Regions from separate parts of the Gossypium hirsutum genome. Here all the other regions are linked to region 2. A link is a contact called in public Hi-C data. All regions are on one chromosome and are shown on one strand. Each heading gives the region's core, a stretch centred on a gene start, on an enhancer-like site or on the middle of the called end of the contact. The rest is flanking DNA. Distances are from core to core; before and after follow the strand shown. Region 1 has its middle 28 kb from the start of LOC121216860. Region 2 holds the start of LOC107951343 (receptor protein kinase CLAVATA1). Region 3 has its middle 11 kb from the start of LOC107950989.

Evidence for each region. Hi-C and Micro-C count contacts between places; a contact is called where the count stands out from the background.
Region 1: a Hi-C map of leaf shows a contact between it and region 2, with 3 times the contacts expected there. The contact joins the enhancer-like site here to the promoter of LOC107951343 in region 2. A contact is called at or near these places in 6 of 34 Hi-C or Micro-C datasets (hypocotyl, leaf and seedling).
Region 3: a Hi-C map of leaf shows a contact between it and region 2, with 1.9 times the contacts expected there. The contact joins the enhancer-like site here to the promoter of LOC107951343 in region 2. A contact is called at or near these places in 5 of 34 Hi-C or Micro-C datasets (callus, hypocotyl, leaf and 1 more).

The regions. Positions count from the first base shown.
Region 1 is chrA02:30,417,515-30,421,491 of Gossypium_hirsutum_v2.1, reverse strand. No RefSeq gene overlaps it. Among protein-coding and RNA genes, the nearest start is that of LOC121216860, 28 kb to the left of the region's middle. Within about 2 kb of position 1,686, at least 4 of the 9 cell types and tissues checked have an H3K27ac peak or open chromatin away from gene starts, as enhancers often do. A contact at or near this core is called in hypocotyl and leaf, where this site is marked.
Region 2 is chrA02:29,827,017-29,830,583 of Gossypium_hirsutum_v2.1, reverse strand. LOC107951343 (receptor protein kinase CLAVATA1) reads left to right here and starts at 2,181. Exons shown (of 2, transcript XM_016886352.2): 1 at 2,181-3,567. The coding sequence starts at 2,809.
Region 3 is chrA02:29,273,737-29,277,230 of Gossypium_hirsutum_v2.1, reverse strand. It overlaps the pseudogene LOC107950990. Among protein-coding and RNA genes, the nearest start is that of LOC107950989, 11 kb to the left of the region's middle. Within about 2 kb of position 1,945, at least 5 of the 9 cell types and tissues checked have an H3K27ac peak or open chromatin away from gene starts, as enhancers often do. A contact at or near this core is called in leaf, where this site is marked.

The sequences.
Region 1 (3,977 bases), core at 437-2,936, 590 kb before region 2:
CGAAAAAGGAAGAACAGAAGTTACTGCTTACCCTTAATTATTGTTCAGGCCTTTATTTACGGAAAATACCCTTCAAGGGAGACGTAGGAGTCGTCGGAGATTGTCAGTGGCTCCATCATCGACTCCTCCACCAGCTTCAGCCTTGCAGCCAAGCTTTGGTCTAAGCGAAAAGCTGGGCAAAGGCAAGCTGCTAGGTGGTGGAGAGAGTGTAAAGATAGAACTTGAAAGCCTCTCCAAATCTCTCGCAGCCACCTGGGGTCCTCCTGATGCCATGACAAAGGGCTTACTAATTGCACCTTGTGCTTTTTTTCCCTCCGTTGGTCTGGTTTGAAGTTTCTTTGGCTCTCCTACTGATTTCCCACTGAGTTGCTTTGATTTTGATCTCTTTGGAGGGGTCAGAGATTGGTCTTTGTTTCTGTTGCTTTTGAGGTTAGATGGAGAAGATAGAAGGGTTGGGGTTCGAGAAGGGAGCGAAGTATGAAGAGGTTTATTAGGGAGTGGAAGTGGAAGGAGAGGTGGTTGCTGCTGAGCCTGATAGAATGGATAAGAGAAGGAAAGAGAAGGTAGGGGAGCCAAAAAGAGGCCTCCTCCTCCTCCTCCTCCCCCCCATGGATGATGCTCGTGTGAGCTCCACTACTATGTCTCCTTGGAATGTTCTTGAGTTGCTTGTTTGGAGAAACAGATTTCTCAGCTGAAGATGGCAAGAAAATCCCATCCATAATACTACTGGGTTTTGCTTTGGCAAACAACGAACAAGCTTTTTCAATATCAAACAAAAAGAGGCGATGATCTTCGCAATAATATGATCAAAAGCCTGAACCCAAAAACATGTTCAAGATATATATATTTCAGAGGAAATCTTTACAGATTTTCTCAATGAAAAGTAAAAAGAAAAAGAATATTATTGGTTAGAAAATGCTATTGATAAACAGAAAATAGATACAAAATCGATTTCGATCCCAGAGGGATCCGAAATGGTTTGGATTTTTAATTTATTTTACTTTTCTTCCTGACTTTCATGTGTTTTAAAGTCTGTGCCTCTTTTTATACAAGTAATAAACTCCACGTCTCCAACGGCTACTTTATTTTTTATTGTAATTTACTTTTCGTTAAAATTGTCTGTTAGGCCCTATACTTTTGATAAAATTTGAGATTTGTTCTCCATATTTAAAATGTTAGAAATTAAGCCCTTTAACTGTTTTGATCTAAAAATCCCAATCCAATCATTAAAATAGTAAGTATTTTTTGTCAAAATTTACCAATTTAGCATGTTGATTAAGTTTCCCTCATCTGACATGTCATATGAGTGAAAATAAACATTTTAACATATGATAATTATTGGATTAAGATTTTTAAATTGAAAAAGTAAGAGAATTGAGTTTTTAAATTTTAAAATATAGGGAGTAAATATCAAATTATATAGAAATGCAGGGACTAGTAACATACTTTCTCCTTTACTTCTTTTTTTTTTTCATTTTCTTTATAATAAAAATGTTACCACAGACACCTAATTTACCGACAGCCATTGCAGTCCAAGGCTTGGGAAACACTGTTGGGCGGCAGCCGTCAATTCGATTGACGCCGTTGGATCGAATAATTAGAAATAGCCGGTGAGGAGATACCAGCCGTTGATCACTCCCTCGGGCTCTAGGATGTTGGTCTGGTTTGAAAGGGACTTGAAAGAATCCTAGCAATACACGTATCCCACTTGGCGGGACCCAAGACTATTTAATGACCATCTTATGCAAGAGCAACACATAAATAGAAAATAGGAGTAAAACATTAAATATTTTATGTGATAATACAGTGCAAGACCTTAAGGGATTGGTACACGTGGCAGAAGGCCAGCCAGTCTTGATGTGAATTTCCGGTCCATGATTGGTCGGTGCCATGCACGTGACCTTCATTCACATCTATTAATTTTGATTTAAACGATGTATAACGACGTCTTTGTCCATTTAATGGAATAATCTCTGTTATCCCAGATCATGGAATTGCTTAATTTGAATTGAATTCAATGTTTCTCTTTTTACTTGCTTAATCACATCGAATCTCATAAGAATTCGTGACTATTTTTAAAATATATATTAACAAATCATTACCTCATTTAATTGGTAAAAGTAGAGATTTTGCTTCAAAGATTTATCATGCCTAATTTATATAAGTTTTTAACTTTTATAATATATGAGAGTTTTGGTCTACTTAATCGTAATTGGTTGATTTTAGTTTAAACTATATTAATTCTTAATTTGTTTATGTTATAATAATTTGAATGTACAGTTCATTTATAATAGTTTAATACTTGTATTTATAATTGTATTGTCCTTGTTACAATTCATAAATATATATATAAAAAAAACTAAAAAAATATGTATTTGTATTTTATGTAATAATCATATTCATGGTATTATATATTTATATGAAATTTTATATATTTATAATTCCTTTATATAAAAAAAAATTCATTATTTAATATTTAAAAATTTGGCGAAGTTAGTGTCACTCTTAGTTAGGTTACCAACTCAATAATGAAATTACATGAATATTTTTATTTTAAACTATAATATTATTATGAAGCCATTTTGTCTTTTCATACTTTTATAAGTAAAATAACATGGACACCCCTATATCAGGATTCAATTTGCATTTTGTCCCCTCTGCTTAAAAGATGGGCAAATTAATCCTTGGACATTAGATTAAATGCAAAATGATTGTTTTATTAAAAATTCCATCCAATTCTTCTATTAAAAACTAGTCATTGTACATCAATAAAATGTACACATGACACGTCACATGTCATTTTCTAGTTATTCAGTCAACCACGCAAGTTTTTAACAGTACAAATAAATAAATTTTTTAACAGAAAGGACTAATTTTCTCTTTGATTTAACGTATAAGGACTAATTTATTTATTTTTTAGTAGAGAGAAAAAAAAATACAATTTGACTCCTAATATAAAAACACCCATAATTCTTTTACCTACTTTAATATTATTTTTAAATAAATCAATTAAGAATCATAAATCCAAAAATTAAACATATATTCAATAATATTAAAATACTAATTCATCATCACTCGATCTATTTTCACTAATATATAAATTTTAAAAAATATATTTTTAAGGAGAAAATCTAATTTATATTATTCTCATATTATACTTGTGTCATATAATCATTTTGTATATAATACTAGTTGACATTATTAAAATCGGTGTCAATTTCATGTTAACACCACCATGTTACCCTTTTTATATCATAATCATATTCAATGTACTAAATATTGGTACAAATTTAACACATCACTAATTATTTTTTAAATGAAAAAAATTATTTTACTTTGATTTTTAACACCTTCGTGCATTTATGTTGTGTCATCTAGTGTTCATGTTGAACTCACATTTATATTGTGTTTATTCGACGATAAATTTATATCAATGATCGAAATTATTCAAGATTTCTGAGTGTAAATAGTGTTTTTTAGAAATATAGTAGATAAAAATTTAAATTACGTACATAATTAACCATATTTACAAATGATTTAATTTATAAAATATTTTTATCAAATTCCTCACAAGGTTTATTTAAACCGTGATAATAAATACATAAAAATATTTAATGCAATTTAAAATAATTATAACATTAAAAATAATCGAATTTTAACTTGGTTAGCATGAACATTGTTATCGATGTAAGAGAACGTAGTTCAAGCATGCTAAACTATATTTATTCTCCTATTCAAGGATTGAGAAATAGTTATAAGTAATAGAGATAATTTATTGGGGACTAAACCTGTCCAAGAGTTGAATAGCTCACCTGACATGATAAACCTGATCCGATTAGAACTCGACTTGAATAAAGATTTTTACATTTCGACTCGACATGCATTTAATTTGAGTAGTTAAAAGTATTTTTAAATTAAAATTTAATTATAATATATATAAAATAGTAACAAAAATATATTTTTTAAATTTTATTATT
Region 2 (3,567 bases), core at 932-3,431:
GATTTCAGCTAAACTCAAACATGCATGTAATTAAACTCTAAACATTCAAGATTCTCAAAACTTTACACGATTAAAAATTGATTAATTAACGATTCTACATCTTAGGCTCTCATTAACTAGTATTAATTATCCATAATTCAACTTACTAATTTCTTTGTTGTTTGCTACGAAAATGAAAAAAGAAAAGAACAAAGTTTTTCTTTGGGTTGGATGGTAAAGGGGATAGGAGAATGAGAATGAAGCTAAGACGTTTTCACTCCTCTTTCCCACTTTATTAACTTAATTAATTAAAATTATTAAACCAAAATCAATGGTTATCAAGCAATAATCAAAACAATGGTGGGATCCAACGGTTGCATACATTCCAAGCGACTACCCTTTATTTAATGATGGTAGAATTGCTAATTAATTACCACTGAAAGACCTATTAAGTCTAAACTAATTTTCATTTAATTCAATAAAACCTAACAATTCAACCTTCCGTATTCATACTCAACACGTAATTAACCTATTTGAATTATTTACTAACTCAACTCAATTTATTCAATCTAAAACCAAATTTTTACGACACCGTTGAAAACTGAATCGTTACACCTTATCCTTTCCTTAATTTCAAGGTAGTTCAATAATCAAAACCCTAAATTAATCTCGACACTCATGAATATAAAGATACTACCAAAAAATACCGTGAAAATGAATTTTTTTTAAATACTTATTGTAGAAATATTTTTTTTCACCATATTCAAAAATTAAAAAAAAAAACATTCTCTTTTCATTATTTCTCAAATTGTGCATTTTTTAAATATTAAACGACCTCAACACTAATTGATGTTGAGGTTCATGTGGTTAATTTTACCCTAGCCTCGTATTCATATGTATTGAGGTCAGGGTTCTTTACCAAAAAATTTGAGAGAATTTGATTTCCATAATTTGGGACATGATGAGATGATGTTATATAATTTCAACAGTTACAGGTGTTGAGGTTAAGCTTTTTTTTCAAAGATATTTTTGAGAATCTTATACTTGTATCGATACAAATTTAACTTGTAGTACCTAACATTTGTTGTCAAGGGTGGTTTTGATTTAGTTCAATCAGATTTTTTAAATTTTCTGAACCATCCATCATAATTCGGTTTAGTTCGATTTGGTTCTCAATTTTTTTATATGAATTTATTGTTTTTATTTTTTGACTTATTTTGATAAAATGAGGTTTATTTTATGACTTTTAAATATTATTTAAAAAATTAGATCTTTTTCATAAATATTTCTCAAAAACAATAATTCTTTAAGAACTTTTAAATTATTAACTATTTTAAATATAAAATATTTATTTTTATATCATAAAAACTAAAATTAATTATATGTAAATAAAAAATAAAATTTAATTCAATTTCGGGTCATTGTGATTTTTTAACTTATATTCGATAAACTATCTAAATATCTCGATTTGAGTTGATTTTTATTCTTAGCCCTAGTGAGGGTTAACCTTCATCTTTTATTGTTTTTCCCTATGCTCCTGAAATTTGGACTCTTAAAATTACAAAAAAAATTTAATATCCATTTGACTCTTTAATCTATACCTTATCTCACAATGCAGCATATCTATATTCATGATATAGTCATGTTTACATTATCTTTTTCATGAACACTATCATATGTTATTTTATAACATAGTTTATTTTTTTCCCTTGGGAGTTTTCTAACAAGCTAATGGCCCAATCATAAATGTTGCTTAAACAAGAAGACAAATATTTGAATGAGATGATGAAGAAATTCTACTTTGGATGTCAAAGCACTTGGATGGTTAGAAGAAGTTGCAGAATACTTGGGTTGGTCCATAAACAATTGCATAAGGGATAGGGAAGGAAGCAAAAGGAGAGGTTAGTGCAGAGGCAATCAACAATGGTCCCCTATTTTGTGGACGGTCCCGATCGGAGAAAAGAACAAAAAGAGTAGACTTTTAGCTCACTGCCAAAAAGGAGTCAGAGGGAGAAAAAGGTGTTTCTTCGGGAAAGGACATTCACAGCCTTTAATCTGGGCCCAGCAATTGACCCCCAAAGCCCATCCCCTGTCTTCATCACTCCCCCAAAAGACAAAATCCACATTCATCTTTCATAATCCCAAATGCTCAAAATAATAATAAGATATATATGGTATAATATTTTTACCAAGCTCAACCTAGTGAATTTGACAGTTTTTCCGAGTGATTTTTTTCTTTCAGAAAAAGAAAAAACAACTGGCGTCTGACAGTAATGCAGTGGGCAGCTGCATTTATAATAGGGCCAATCTTTAGAACCGGCAGATCACGCCGTCAAACCAGATGAGTATAGTACCCTTAGCAATTCACAGTCTCTAAGCCCCACGTAAAATAGTAACCTTCATCAACTCCGTCCCGAGTTAACGTTTCAATCGTTCTTCCTGCTGCCATGGGGACCCTCCCTCCCTCCCTCCCTCATGTTTGACTCACAGAGCTGACAAGCTTTAAAAACTAGTAAATTCAACGTTAACCCTTTCTGTGTTCTACCATTTTCAATTCCATGTAGTGTACGATGCGAACCATGGGCCATCGTATTGCCGTGTCTTTAGCGGTTTCATGCAATCCAGACTCCGCCCTTTCACACACTCTCTCCCTGACTTTTTCAGAGTTCAGATTTTGTATTTGTTTATTTCATATCCAACATTTGATGCTTTGGGAACTACGATCCTCTTTGCGACCCAATATACAGTACAACTCTATTTAACGTAGTGAGCTACTGATAGTAAAGCCTTCACCTCTCTCTGAGCTCAGGAAAAGAGAAGAACACTGAAATGAGAAGCTTTTACAGTTATCTTCTCTGTGTTTTCTCGACTCTTCTACTACTCTTCTCAGCCATCGTCTATGGTTCCAGTGATCTTGAAGTTCTGTTGCTGCTCAAGTCTTCAATGATTGGACCCAAAGGTTTGGGACTCGAGAACTGGGAATTCTCTTCATCTCCATCAGCACATTGCCGTTTCTCTGGTGTTCAATGCGATGAGGATTTCAGTGTTGTTGCTCTGAACGTGTCGTTTGCTCCTCTCTTTGGCACTATTCCTCCTGAAATTGGGCTTCTCAACAAGCTAGTCAACCTCACTATTTCTTCCGATAGTCTTACGGGGAGGATTCCTGTGGAGATGGGTAATTTGACTTCTCTTAAGATATTCAACATCTCCAACAATGTTTTCCAAGGCAGTTTCCCTGGAGAAATCTTTGCAGGCATGATTCACCTCGAGACTCTCGATGCTTATAACAATAACTTCACGGGTGTTCTTCCCATTGAGGTCGTCAATCTTAAATATCTCAAGCATTTATCTTTCGGAGGCAACTTTTTCATGGGAGAGATACCGGAGGAGTACTCTGAAATCCAGAGCTTGGAATATTTGGGTCTTAATGGCATCGGTTTAACAGGGAAAACTCCTGCCTTTTTGGCTAGTTTAACAAACCTCAAATACTTGGTAATCGGATACTTCAACGCCTACGTTGGAGGCATTCCACCTGAGTATGGGTCATTGAGTCAACTCGAACTTCTCGACATGGCAAGCTGTAACCTA
Region 3 (3,494 bases), core at 696-3,195, 550 kb after region 2:
AGATACTGTTAAAAAAATAAATAACTAATCGTATAGCATGATTAAATTCTCAACCACATTATTAGAAATCCGCGGTGACACCTCTTTATTGTTTTAGGGCTCCTTTGGATGCCCAGTTACTTCCAGTGAAGCCCGTTTATTCTTGATTTTGGTGCAATCGCACCATATATACCTGTTTGGATGACAACAAATTTTGCCAGCGAAAGATCTTTCAACGCACTGGTGAGAAAGTTTTAGACTGGAGTGTCAAACACCAGTAAACAAAACGCAACTATAGTGGGTAATATTTTTACCACTTTATCCTTAATATGGGTGTGAAAATAAGACTTTTGGGTATCCAAATAAGTAAATTACAAATGTTATTATTATATAGCAATTAAATAAATTTTATTCTTTTATATATGTTGATGTAGTAAATATATATATTTATCATAAAATATATAAATTATATGTTTATTGTCATAATTATTTTAATATTTACTATAAATATATTTTAAAATAAATATATAAATAAAAGTTAATTATAAATAAGTAGATACATGAACTTTATGTAATGTAATTGTTTATTAATAAAATTTTTGTTTTAATATAAATAAAAATTTAATATATATTATTTAATATGGAATAATTATTTATTTTACATATATAATTTAATTTAATTTAATTTAATTTAATTTAATTTAATGTAATATCTTTAATAGTCATTTTTTATTTTCATCTCACCACTACAGTTGTGTTTGAATCCAAACACATACCCCACCGCTATTTCTAATCTCACCGTTACAGTATCCAATCTCACCGCCATAGTAAATAATCTCACCGCTACCACTATTTTGAATCTCACCAGAAGTAAACGCACCGCCCATCCAAATTAAGCCTTAGTTTGGATGGACGGTGTGTTTACCTCCGGTAAGGTTAAAAACAGCGGTGGCGGTGAGATTAGTTACTGTAGCGGTGAGATTGGATACTGTAGCGGTGAGATTAGAAACAGCGGTAGAGTGTGTGTTTGGATTCAAACGCAGCTGTAGCGGTAAGGTGAAAATGAAAAATGACTATTAAGGACATCATATTAGAATTGATATATAATAGAAGTTTTTAAATTATTTTACTTATATAAAATTATTAAAATATGTGAATTTATAAATTTATTTAATAAAATATTAAAATGTATCTTTTAATATTTTATTATAAATATTTTAATGAATTATATAATCAATTTAAATTATTTATTAGATAAAATGATAATAATTTTTAATTTTTAATTTTTATTATATAACCAATGTTTAAAACGAATGAAATCATCATATTTTCTTCCATATGCTCCATTCTTCCTTTGCCTTCTAAAAATTCTAAGTTCTGTTCTCCATTCTTGACAGTAGCTAAAAGCTTGAACTTCAAGCATTTTTCCTTCATATTTTACCCGGGTATAATACGTTGCTGCTGGTGCTCTGTTTGAAATTCTTACTTTACCCGGTTAAAGTGTGTTGAAACTCCAACATAGATAGCAGAATTTGCCCGCCAAATCTGAAAAAAATAACAGATTGATAAAGAAACTTTAAGGATAAAATGGTAAAATAATAAATGGAAGTTCAACCAGTGAGCTTATTGCTGCTGAAAGCTCCAGTTGATTTTTGGGATAGCAGTGTGGTGAGAATTGATTTTGGTTGCACTGAAACACTCAACCAAACATCTTCCCAGTGAGGTTGGAAGTCCAACTGCACCTCACTAGCTTTAAACGGTGAACCAAAAGAAGCCTAAACCTTATACTAGGCATTTTTGAGATCGAAAAAGAAATAGATAGTGAGGAGTGGGGACAAAATAGGTTAAAAACTCAAAAGGGCCGCTAAGCTAGTCTAATGTGTAAAACCCACATTGCACAGAGACGGGAAGCAAGGACTGACATCTCCTATAAAATAGAAGGGTCCCCAAAGACTATAGCCTGATACTTTAGGCACTGAACGGGATATGTTGAGTGGTCATTACTCGCAGGCTTTGCCAACACTTGGGCACTACCACTCCTATCTTTACCACCTGATCTCTACCTTGGAGGGAAAAAAGCACATCAATAATTCTAGTTTCGAAATTAAGTTTGTCATTCTTTTGGTAGGATACAAAGCAAATTGAGAAACTCTGCTGAGTTGTTTGTGGATTATTGAAATTATTTTCTGGAGAGCACTATTGGGTTACTATCTCCAAAACTACGAGATTTGAAGAGTTACTATTTGTAATTTTATTTATTTGTATTATTAAAAGTTAACGTAATTGATGGAATAGACACCATTTTTTAAGTATAAGATTAAAATATAATCTGACTCTTAATTAGACTTGTTAATAGGCCAGACCACCTAATGTGGGAGGGTTTGAGTAAAAATATAGGCTCGAAAAATGGATTTAGACAAAAAATAAGGTCTGTTTAAAAAACAGGCCGGTTCTTAGGTAAGACATTTTTAGCCCGGCTCGGCTTGAATTCACTAAATTCAATAAATTAATTTATTATTCAAATTATTCGAATTGTAAAATTTAACTCGACTCAAAACTGAAATTACTTATTTGAGTTGACTCGAACAACTCAATTCAATTAATTAGAAATTTGAATTTTTATTTTACTTTTTTGAATCAAATCAAATTTTGTTCACCTCTAACTCAAATTTGTTTGGATTGACTAATACCATACTGTTTCAATACGAAATTAAGTTTCATTTCGATTAAAATTAGATTTTACAAATATTAAAACGTGCTAATATCAATATATACTAATACCAAAACAAAAACAATATATCCACTTGTTAAGATGACTTGGGAAAAAAAATACCAATATACAATATATGGAAGGTATTATGTACACTCTAATGAATCTCACATATATTTAATAATAGAATGAGAAGAATGGGACTGTTAGGAATGAGACAAGAAGTGACATTCAAGTTGCGAGGTCTAAACCATCCATCACATCCAATATATTTGTTTTTGAATGCTTGCAACTCTTTCTTGCCCTATCAGGAGAGTTCCCAGCACTTCTACTTAATGCCCAAACTTTGATCCTTTTGTTTTTGCCTAAAGGAAATTCCTGACTTTTGCTGATTCCAGGAACCAATCTCCTCCCACTCACCTTGCTTAACAACTTCCTGTCTTGTTCTGACAGTTCAACCTTGCGGGGTTTAGTACCACTATTCAAGGATAGAAATTGCCGCTGCATCTTGGAGTGAAAAGGAGATCGAAATGTCTGAGGCTTGGACCCGTGATCTCTTTGTTTCACTAAGCTGATCAAATGATGAAGCAATGCCACCAATTCAAGGACGTATGCATCTGTTTTCGCTTTATCAGCATGATAAAGCGTCTGAAGGCCGGTGAGGGCAATATTTACCGCTGCGCTTCTTCCAAATTCATTGCTGTCAAACACCAGGAAACAGAATAAGTCCATTCACATGTGACAATATGCACACAGAGAGACAAAGAAAAGCCTTTCACTAACCCTGTGCTCGCCCATTCTCCAA